Linked DNA regions of Lactuca sativa: region 1 is linked to region 2. A link is a contact called in public Hi-C data. All regions are on one chromosome and are shown on one strand. Each heading gives the region's core, a stretch centred on a gene start, on an enhancer-like site or on the middle of the called end of the contact. The rest is flanking DNA. Distances are from core to core; before and after follow the strand shown.

Region 1 (5,362 bases), core at 2,216-4,715, 460 kb before region 2:
AGAGAAAAGTGGTTATAACAGTTGTCTCCAGATTTGAAGCCAAAAATTGGTAATTATTGAACGTAACCGACACCTACATCATCATGATCTCATCAATGAGTTCTTATACCAAAGGTAAAAGTGGTTATGGAGGTCAGCAAAACCACCACCGGGGGCTCTACCCCTTGGACCCTACTAGGGGCACTTCCCTAGACCCCGCCAAGGGGCTGCAACTGCTTGGAACCCTGCATCCAGGGGCGATGCCCCCGGACCCCGTATTCCCGAGTTTATATTTATCACTACGAGTGTGCATCCTGCATCTCTTAGCTCGGTTAGTAAATAGAGTTCAGTCTATCTCATTATTAATAATAATAATAATACCAAAATATGTTGATAAACACCAAAATAACTTGAGTCTCTTTTGTCGATTTTATCAATAATACAAAGTCGAGTTGTCAAGTGCCTTGTGGTTTTTCCAGCAAAGATTTCCACCCAAACTTCTATGCTCTTGGATGTTTATTTTCTTCTGGATCCATCATAATTAGAACATTAATAAACACTATAATTTTTTAGATGCTAACAACTAGTTTATAATTTATAGTTAAAAGATAGGATAAAGACCAAGTCACAAGATATCAACTTTTGTATGTGTGAAGTTGACTACTCCAGAGTCAAAGAATGAGCGCAACACAAAATCCAAATATACTACAAATGGATTTAGTTTGTGTTTCCATTGACTTCCTGAATCAAACAAATAGATTTGCTCACATCCAAATATCATTAATTATCAAAAAAGTTGAAATACGATAATACTTTTTGATGCATATTGACAAATTTTGTTTGCAAGAAATAATCCTGTTATATACTTACATAGTTGAACTCTCGTGACCGACACACCTCTGAATGTTGTAGATTCATTTTACTGGATCGATAACGAAATTCAAAGATATAAATGCAATAATTTATAATTTATGATCACAAGAAAGTTTTAACAATCAAAATAATTGCATGGCCTATTCAAAGCATGGTTTGATATGGTTTTTAAAGTTCTTAAATAGAGATTTTCCATTATGCCTTTTTCTAATTTCATGAAATTGGTTGAGTAAAAGGCGAGATTACATCATAGGGGATTTCAAGTAACAGTAAAAAGCTATGAATGAGTTGGTTAAATTTGCCATTTTAATGGCAGACACACACCATGCATCATGGATACTCTAAATTAACACCAAGATTCCACAAACAATATATTATTATTATTACCTATTATTTTATTTTATTTTACAAAACTATTTAGCTTCTGATAAGATACTGAAAAACTTTCTAATAAAAGTTAAGTAAAATTGATGAAATATTATCAACTTTACTAATATCCATTTATAACTGTAGTTCGACAGATAGAAACTTTATCTTTAATTTATAAATATGAAAAATGAGTTATATGAGAGATAGTGTAGTAGACGGGTTATTTGTGTTTAAATATTTTATTGTTTTTTGGTATATTCTGATAAGTATATAGTTATTTTTGTTAAAACTACATAAAAACAAATTATTATTTGAAAATTAAACTAATATTGGAAAAAGCAGGAGCAATGATATGCAACTGCTACATGTAATTATCTCAGGTGAAGAGCCCCACATCCACCAAAAACTCTACTACCCAATCCACACCTTTCACATTATAATATGAAAAGTGAAAGTAGAATTTTCCACGACAAAAATGATTAAGCTCACATAAATATTTTTTTTCTTTTATCGATGATACACAAAACCATGAAACTTTTATGATTTGCTATTTAATAACGTCTAAATATAAGATTCGAATGTTTATATTGTCTTCAACAAGTCTTGAAAGTAACCAGTTAGTAACCACAATCACAAAATTAACGTAAATCAAACGTATATTCATTCATAGAAACAGTTCCCCATCCTTCTGGAGGACAAAAAACCTCGCCAAAAATCACATTTCTTATGTGAAAAGAGAGTAAACAACACCAAAAATGATAAAAAAAGAAAAACAAAAAAACAAACAAACAAGTAGAATATAAATAAGTCAGTCTCCTGTCGTTTGAGATGACTTAAATTCTGAGTTCATATTACATTACCAAAAATATCAATTTCAGCCTAACCGAAAGAACATGGAATAGTGGAAAAGGAAAGCCCTCAATCAAACATAGAGGCTCAAAGGGTTTGATTGTGCCCTCTCTTTTTTTTTTTTTTTTTTGCTAATTATGGTTAGGATACTTAAGTTCTAAGAAAAAAGTAATTAATGTACACCAATTCTAAAGGGTAAAAAGCAAAGGGTCCATCCTGGCCATCCCTTTCATCCTAATAAACTTTTTCCAAACCTAAAGAAAAGGATGGAAATTGACATATTAATTTGTAGCTAGATTATGGTTGGAGGGAAAATCAAAATACTAGTCACTAAATGTTGGTCAATGGTTGTGATTGGTGAACAACCTTTTGGTTCTTGGTGTTGGTTGTGGGAGTAGAATCATAATCATAGTCATGTGCTTCACAACTTTGCTCAAAACCCCTTTTCCTAGTCATGATCATACATCCACCACCATTGTTGTTGTTGCCGCCACCAATGATTGTGCTAACACACGAGTCTTGGTGGAGGAGCATCCGAGGTGTGGTGGTGGAAGTTGATGGGATAGTCACGGGTGGGATCTCTATTGAGTTGAGTTGCGGTGGTGGGTGTTGCCACTGTGGAAGTGGGCCGGCAAGAAGCAGGGTTTGGAGTAACGGGCCCGCTTCCACTACTGCCTGCAAAAACTTGCCATTCTCCGGCAACCCTTTTTTCAATACTACATTATCCATGATTTCTGGTGGTGTTTGTTGCGGTGGCAATGAAATCCTTTCCATTCCTTGAGTTCCAACAAAGTTCTCATCAGAACCCGAAGATGAATCCACACCTAAATTATGATCGTCTTCTTGGTAACTTGTAGGAGTGGTTTTAACCAAAGAAGTCGTAGCATTAGCTTCAAATTCTTGAATCTTTTGTTGGAGTATTAGGTTCTCCAACACTAAGCCTTGACACTTCAATTCGGCTTCGTCTCTTTCTTTGATAGTCTTTGACAAAAGACATTTGAAATGCAAAACTTCATCTCCTTTTCTTGCAATCTCTTCATGAGCACATGCAATTGTTGTTTCCAATTCCAACGTGTACAACAAAGTGTGTTTCAACTCTTGGATTCCTTGCGCCTACTCAACAATTAAAACAACTAAAAGGAATTAACACCAAACACAAAAGAACAATAGAAATATCGAGATTTTGGTTAACTATGTTAATCAGAATCAAGAAACTATTCACGAAGTGGTCTTTACCTCTTCTTGGTAGTAACAATCCCAATTAAAAGGACTACATTCATCCTCCATCTTGATAAGAGCACAAAGCGAGAGTGCGTGTGTGTGTTTTGCGTTTTGCAAGTTGAGGGAAGGGTTTTAAGTAGAAGTTGTTGGTTTCCTTTTGCAACTTTTGCTTTTGCTTTTGGGCCTTTTTATTTTGGGGTTTTCTTCACAATGGCGACAAGAGGTTGTGAGGTACCAAGGAAAAACAAAGGCCAAAAGCAAGTAGAATAGAAAGTTCAAGCATAGTGCTTTTTTAATCCCGTTGAAAAATCTTTTATAAGATCCCAAAAGAATATATATATATATATATATATATATATATATATATATATATATATATATATATATATATATATATATATATATATATATATATATATATATATATATATATATATATATATATATATATATAGAGGTAGAGTTCAATAGACACCCATTATTAACAAGAAAACTAAAGAACCAATCGTGAATGTCAGAAATCATATACTTTGCACATTAGACGCAAATATAATGTATTATACCATAAAACTCACTATTTACAAAAAACTCACCTCTTTTTTGTTTAATTTTTTTAACCCACGCTTTTTATCGAAAAAAAAAAAACAAATATAATGTTGTTTACGATTTTCTTCTTCTTCCCATATAGATCTATGCTGATATATATAAAAAAAATATTTTTTTTTTGAAAAAAACTCACTTCATTTTGTTCTATTTTTTCAATATTAAAGTTTATTTTTATACAAAAAAATTAATTATACAAAATCTCAATTTTTGTCCTCTATTAATAAACATCAACATCGATAAAAAAAAAAAAACTCAGTCAGTTTTAATTCACATTGTGAATCTAAACTGTAAATATTTTAACTTTTACATTCACAATGTGAATCTGACTTACTATTTAAACTCTTTGATCATTCACAAATTAAGTGAAATTTAAATATATATCGAAATATATTTTCATGTAGTTTTATAATATGTTAATGTTTTGATTAATCGTAAATTAGTTTTGTAAAATCAACAAATGAATTTATTCACATTGTGAATTTGAATTGTATATAATTTAGTTTTTAGAATCCACAGTTTTTAAAATTCACAATGTGAATCTGACTTACTATTATTCATACTGTGAATCTGAGCATATTTACAATGTGAAACTAAACTGAAATTTCAATTTTTTTTAAATATCAATATGAATCTATATTTAAATAGTACCAAAAAAATATGAATTTTAATGTATTTATAAATTTTTTTCAATAAAAAATAGACATTAACTTTTCAAAAAACAAAGAAAATGAAATGAGTTTTTTTTGAAAAAAAAAGTTTATTTTTTTATACATTAATATGGATCATTATGGAAATAGACGAGAAATCATAAACAACGGTGTATTCGTTTTTTCTTTTTTGATAAAAAACATGGCCTACCAAAAAATAAACTAAAAAAAGGAAGTGAGTTTTGTTATAATCCGGTGCATGTGCGTCCATTGTAAAAGTCTACAACCATTCATTTTGCGGTTGATCCCTTTAAATTTCGATGCTTTGGATTGGTTACCTAGTTCCTTGATTAATAATGGTTCTCTATTGAACTTTATCTTTCTCTCTCTCTCTCTCTCTCTCTCTCTCTCTCTCTCTTTCTATATATATATATATATATATATATATATATATATATATATATATATATATATATATATATATATATATATATATATATATATATAGAAAGAGAGAGAGTAAATTACACAAATCGTCTTTAGTGCAAGTGCCAAAACGCATGTTTGGTCCCTATTTAAAAAAAAACGTTTGTTTTATATCTTTACGTTTCACCCTTGAAAGAGGAATTTGTTGCGGTTTTAGTCCGTTCTAGACTTAAAATGACCATAACGCCCTTGTGTAGTTATTTTTCAATTAAGCTAATAATACTTATTATTATTTTAAATTTAAAAAGAAATTGGGTCCCACTTGCCCTGCCTCCAAAAAAGAAATTGCACTAATCGATTCAATGGAAGGCATTAAGCAGACATAGCACTTG
Region 2 (4,924 bases), core at 515-3,014:
CTGATGAAGAAAGATCAAGAAACTAACCTCTAACTCCATTTGTTTTGCTATAAGAACACCATTTTTGCATCCAAGTTGATGTTGCATGTCTTTTAGCTAAAAAAACAAAAAAGGGTTTTCAAATTTCAATATAATCAATTAATCATAAAGAACCTATTTACCATATAACTGTATGAAGAATGAGATTTACTTACCCTATCTTTCCCAGAATTTACTTCCTGCAAAAGTTAATGAAATATGTTACTTAATTGAAAATAATGGAAAATTGAAAAGGTTAACGACAATGAAAAAGTCAAACAAACCGCTAGCAGTTGACTATTTGACTGAGCAAGCTGTAAATTCTGTTGTTGCATCTTTTGTAAAGTAACCCTCAGTTTGTGTAATTCAGTTCCACTGAGATCAATAATTCTACTGCAACAATATTAAGGAAAGTTATGTATCCATGTTAGAGTCTGTAAAGGTTAGTTTAGTAATTTTCATAACTGAATGAACTCTACAACCATAAATGAGGCTTCATGTTATATAACCATGGATAAGAGTGGATTTTACCCTTTTATAAAGTCACTAATGTAAGAAGGAATGAAGGATACCTTTTTTCTGCTAAGTGTTTCTTAAGTGCTGCATTTTCCTGGATTATATTAACATAGAATCATGTAAGCAACATTTAAACATGAGAGAAACCATAAAACCAAGGTGACATTCATCTTTTTATGTTTGAGAAGTGCCAGAATAGCAAAGGTGAGTACCTTTTGGAGCTGTTCTATAAATTTTTCTTTCACAATAGCTGAATTTGGAAGAGACTTTTTATCTTGGGTCAAAGTGCTATGTTTCTGTTGAATGTTGCTTATGTCAGCAAGCATTTTCCTCCCTGAAGCTCCAGTAGAATCCTTGGCCATTTTCTCTACTTTAGGCTTATCTAGTTTATCATGAAGGTTTACAATAAAATGAGCAGAATATTAAGAAAAGAATCTAAGTAGAAGGGTACACAAAAAACTAGAACTTCAGAATAGCACTAACTCCAAACATGTGCATCTTTTGGGGGAGACTCTATGTAATATCTTAGCTTTTGTCATCTAATACGAGCAATATTGATCTTTTCACTACTTATGGAAATTTATTTAACTAGTTCAGACAAACAATCGAAGTCTAAATTGTAAACAAAAACCCGGAATTCGATGTAGCTATTAGAGCTGGCGTTATCTTAAATGCGTCACTAAATAATGGGAAAACGCAAGAAAATTTTTCGTAATTTTATATCTGTAAACTTGTGATAATATCTTGAAATTTTTGAAAATTGAGGAATATTGGCGAGTTTAAAAGGAAGGACTAATAATTCAAAAAAATGAAACCCTAGTTCGCACTGGAAATCAGTATTGGCCGTTGAATTTCACGAAGAAAACCCTGGAATCTCAAATGGAAACATGGGGTTTGAGATCGCATTTCGTAAAAATCAAATGTTCGATTTTGCAAGGGCATAAAATCTTTTTCTTTACAAATGAAAATAGTCAGATTGATGAAGAAATAGAGCCAAATGAGCTAGCACATACCCTCAAGCACGAAGCCACCTTCCATGATCTTGAACACTGAAAACCCTAATCCGTAACATCAACCTTCAGGCTTCAAGTCCCTCCCTCACACACACTTACACTTCACACGGTCTCTCTATTTCTCTCGCACACACACACACATACAATCAACTAGATGTACTGTAGAACAGTAGAAGAGAGCAGGTGCTAGAAATCGAAGCAGAACCCGAGCCTAATTTTGAATCTGCGAGCCTAAATTTGAATGGACGATCATTGGGCCTAATGGGCTAACAGCCGGTATTTTTTTTTGTTTCGAAAACCGATTCGGTTTAAGTTAATATGGTCAAAACCGTTTTAAGGAGAAAATGGATTGGATTCAAACCGGTTCAAACCCAAAAAAAAAAAAAAAAGTATCCGAACCTATACAACTCGGATGGGATTGGATTGGGCAACATCGTTTTTAAAAAGAAAACAAAAAGACTGAACCATTTTTATAAATTTTTTGATTTTTTGAAATACAAATAACGTGAACTAAATATGTTTTTTTTTAAATAGAAAATCTAATATACTCATAAACTACTTCTTAATCCACATATGTTCACGACAGGACTTGAACCATCAACCTTTAGGAGGGAGGGCAACACCAAATACCGTTAATCTATAAGCATTTTCATATGAAACAAGTATGTACATATTCAAGCATAAAAACATGAAACATAACATTTATGTTGTCAGCAGCATTGTTGATTTGATTATTCATGGTAGTTGTTTATTAATCATTCATTGTTTGTATATTTCTTGTTCAACTCTAATAATTTATCTGTTCCATATCATTCAAGTAGTCTTTCAAGCAAATGCACACTTCCACCAGCCGAAGTTACTACCGTCGGAGTTTCTTAAATCCAACATCAACTGCTACCTCTTGTTGCCAGAGTTCCGCCGCCACCATACCATCGTGGGAGAAAGATAGAGAAGGAGAATGAAAGGGAAGGGTGGTTTGTTGTTGTGTTGTTGCTTAGAAGCTCCATAAGTGGGTACATCTTCTTCCTTTGTCGGTTATGTCTTCTTTTTCTACTTCAACCACTTCACACCACCACCACCACCGTCGGCAGTAGTGGTTATCATAAAATCACCACATCATCCCCATGGTACTATTGGTTGGTGGTGAAGTCAAGATTGCTTCAAGATCCTTGGCTAAGTGTTCTATAAATGTATTCTTCTTCTTTTATGGATTTAAGCTTTGGTGTAAGTGTCTTGTGCTTCCTATGATCACCATTGCACCACCATGTGACCACTACTTCATAGTGGTTGAATGTTATTGTGTTTTTCAGCCAATTTATTTAGTATAAAGCACTTAATGGGTTTGCTTTGAAAACCAAACCCATAAACCTTTTCTAATGAGCTTTAAGTGAATAAGTGGGTTAATATGTTGATTTTGTGAATAACCTCTTAATCCATTAAGATATTCTTGTTATAATACTTTTTATAGATGTTTAGAACTATTATTTCACTGAAATGGTTAGATATGTGTTGCGACATGAAAACCCGGATTTGACATGCAGAAATGATAAGAACATATTTGACACAATGGTATGAGTGGTTAAGAGATATATTTGATCATGTTGATGAGTTACAAAAAGGGATCTAGATCTAGTCCACATAAATAACTCCAATCACTATTCTTTATGACTACATCTCTCAAACACATTCTACAAATGATATGACATTCACTATATATAGAGGTGTAAGTACAAGTCTCTCTCTCTCTCTCTCTCTCTCTCTCTCTCTCTCTCTCAAACACATAAAACCCACATGTTAATATGGGTCTTCTAAGTCTTCTCTTTGACATCCTCCATGAAAAACTTTTCATCCAACATTCTTCCCCTCAAAGTTCGGAATTGATCTAAAATCTCGAAAAGCATCTAGCAAATAAGAAGTCCATCCATGACATCATAATAAGAAGCAATGATGACGAAATCCAAAAACTCCAATCTTCCGTGGTCATTAAGCAATGATGGGCTGTAACAATATAGAAAAAGTTCCAAAGGTAATAATCAACCCGAGCTATCAAAAGTAATCCCAAAAATATCCCACTTAGTAAAAAAAAACCATCAAAAATACCCACTTCGGATTAAGCATTCCAAATCACTTCTTGTTACACCTGTCAATGGCGGAAACGTCGGGGTTGTGACGCTGTAACATCCGCGTTTTTTGCTAAGCATTATTATTATGATGTAATAGTTAGGGTCAACAATTTTAACATATTTTATGTAATTAAAAAGAATTATTTGGGTATTATGTGATTTATGTGCAATATATGTGCTTATAACGATATACTAAAATATGAATAAAATACGCGTCTAAAATAAAATAATAATTAAACCCAATATATTTGAAGAAATTTGAAATAGTCATAACAAAGATTCTGGAGATATAAGGAACGTTGAAATCCGACTTATAACGAAGAAGTTAAGACCCATCGAAGTTTTGCGATTAAACCGGCACGACTCCGCGTATTGTAAAAAGTAAATTCTTGACGAAATACATTTTGGCCTTAGCGATCTAAACAAAAGTCGTAGTAGAGGTTAAACCGAGAGTGTCCATGTAGAGAACGTCCAAATCTGACTTCGTTAGACGGAGTTATGATTTTTCTAAGATTCAGTGTAGCAGTATACAGCCCGAAAACCGAATTTTAGATCGGTCGATTTTTAGCTGAAACAATCTGAATGTGAATTGAATATCTCATTAATAGGAGCTCAACAATATAAAGACAGTCAAAAACGGACGTCGGATGACAAAGTTATGAATTTTTTATAGACTTTAACTGTCTAAGTCTGTTAAAATATAACTTTAAAAATAAAGTCAAATTAGCTGGTGGAGTCTAAAAGAAAGTTGTATATCACGTCGATAGCTACGCGTGGATATAAAGAAAGTCAAAAACGGAGCTCGTATGCAAAATTTATGGATTTTATAGGATAATTAATTTTTGGATTAACCAGAAATCAACACGTGATATGATCTAAGACCACACCTTCTTCCCCGCAGCTTGCCACCTGATCGCGACATGTAGCTTGCGTACGCCCCGCGTAGAGATTGAGTGCGCCCCGCATACGGGGCTCTTCTAACCTATAAATAGAAGTCTATTGTCACTCAAATCCTCACACCTTTCTATCCAACTCTTGCCCAACCCCCCCCCCCCCCCCCTCAAAGCCCCCATACTTTCCTCTAGAACTTCCTAGGTATTAGTAGCGAAGCCCCGGAGTGCCAGAAAGCCCCAAGAAGTAGAGCTTTCAGCTTAGAAGTTATGCCCGCGCAGAGTCCAGGTTCTCGCTAAACCATTTGTAAGTTGAGTTATGCTTACCGTACTTTAAGTATAACGTATGTTTAAGTTCATTATC

The links. A called contact is a pair of places that touch in the nucleus more often than the background predicts.
Region 1: a Hi-C map of leaf shows a contact between it and region 2, with 7 times the contacts expected there. The contact joins the promoter of LOC111905584 here to the promoter of LOC111905585 in region 2. A contact is called at or near these places in 2 of 4 Hi-C or Micro-C datasets (both in leaf).

The regions. Positions count from the first base shown.
Region 1 is chr9:104,037,434-104,042,795 of Lsat_Salinas_v11, reverse strand. It overlaps LOC111905584, which reads right to left and starts at 3,465. Exons shown (of 2, transcript XM_023901280.3): 1 at 3,307-3,465; 2 at 2,022-3,183. The coding sequence starts at 3,357. The coding sequence ends at 2,401.
Region 2 is chr9:103,575,509-103,580,432 of Lsat_Salinas_v11, reverse strand. LOC111905585 (SHUGOSHIN 1) reads right to left here and starts at 1,764. Exons shown (of 10, transcript XM_023901284.3): 1 at 1,548-1,764; 2 at 747-916; 3 at 591-628; 4 at 303-408; 5 at 195-218; 6 at 28-96. The coding sequence starts at 1,572.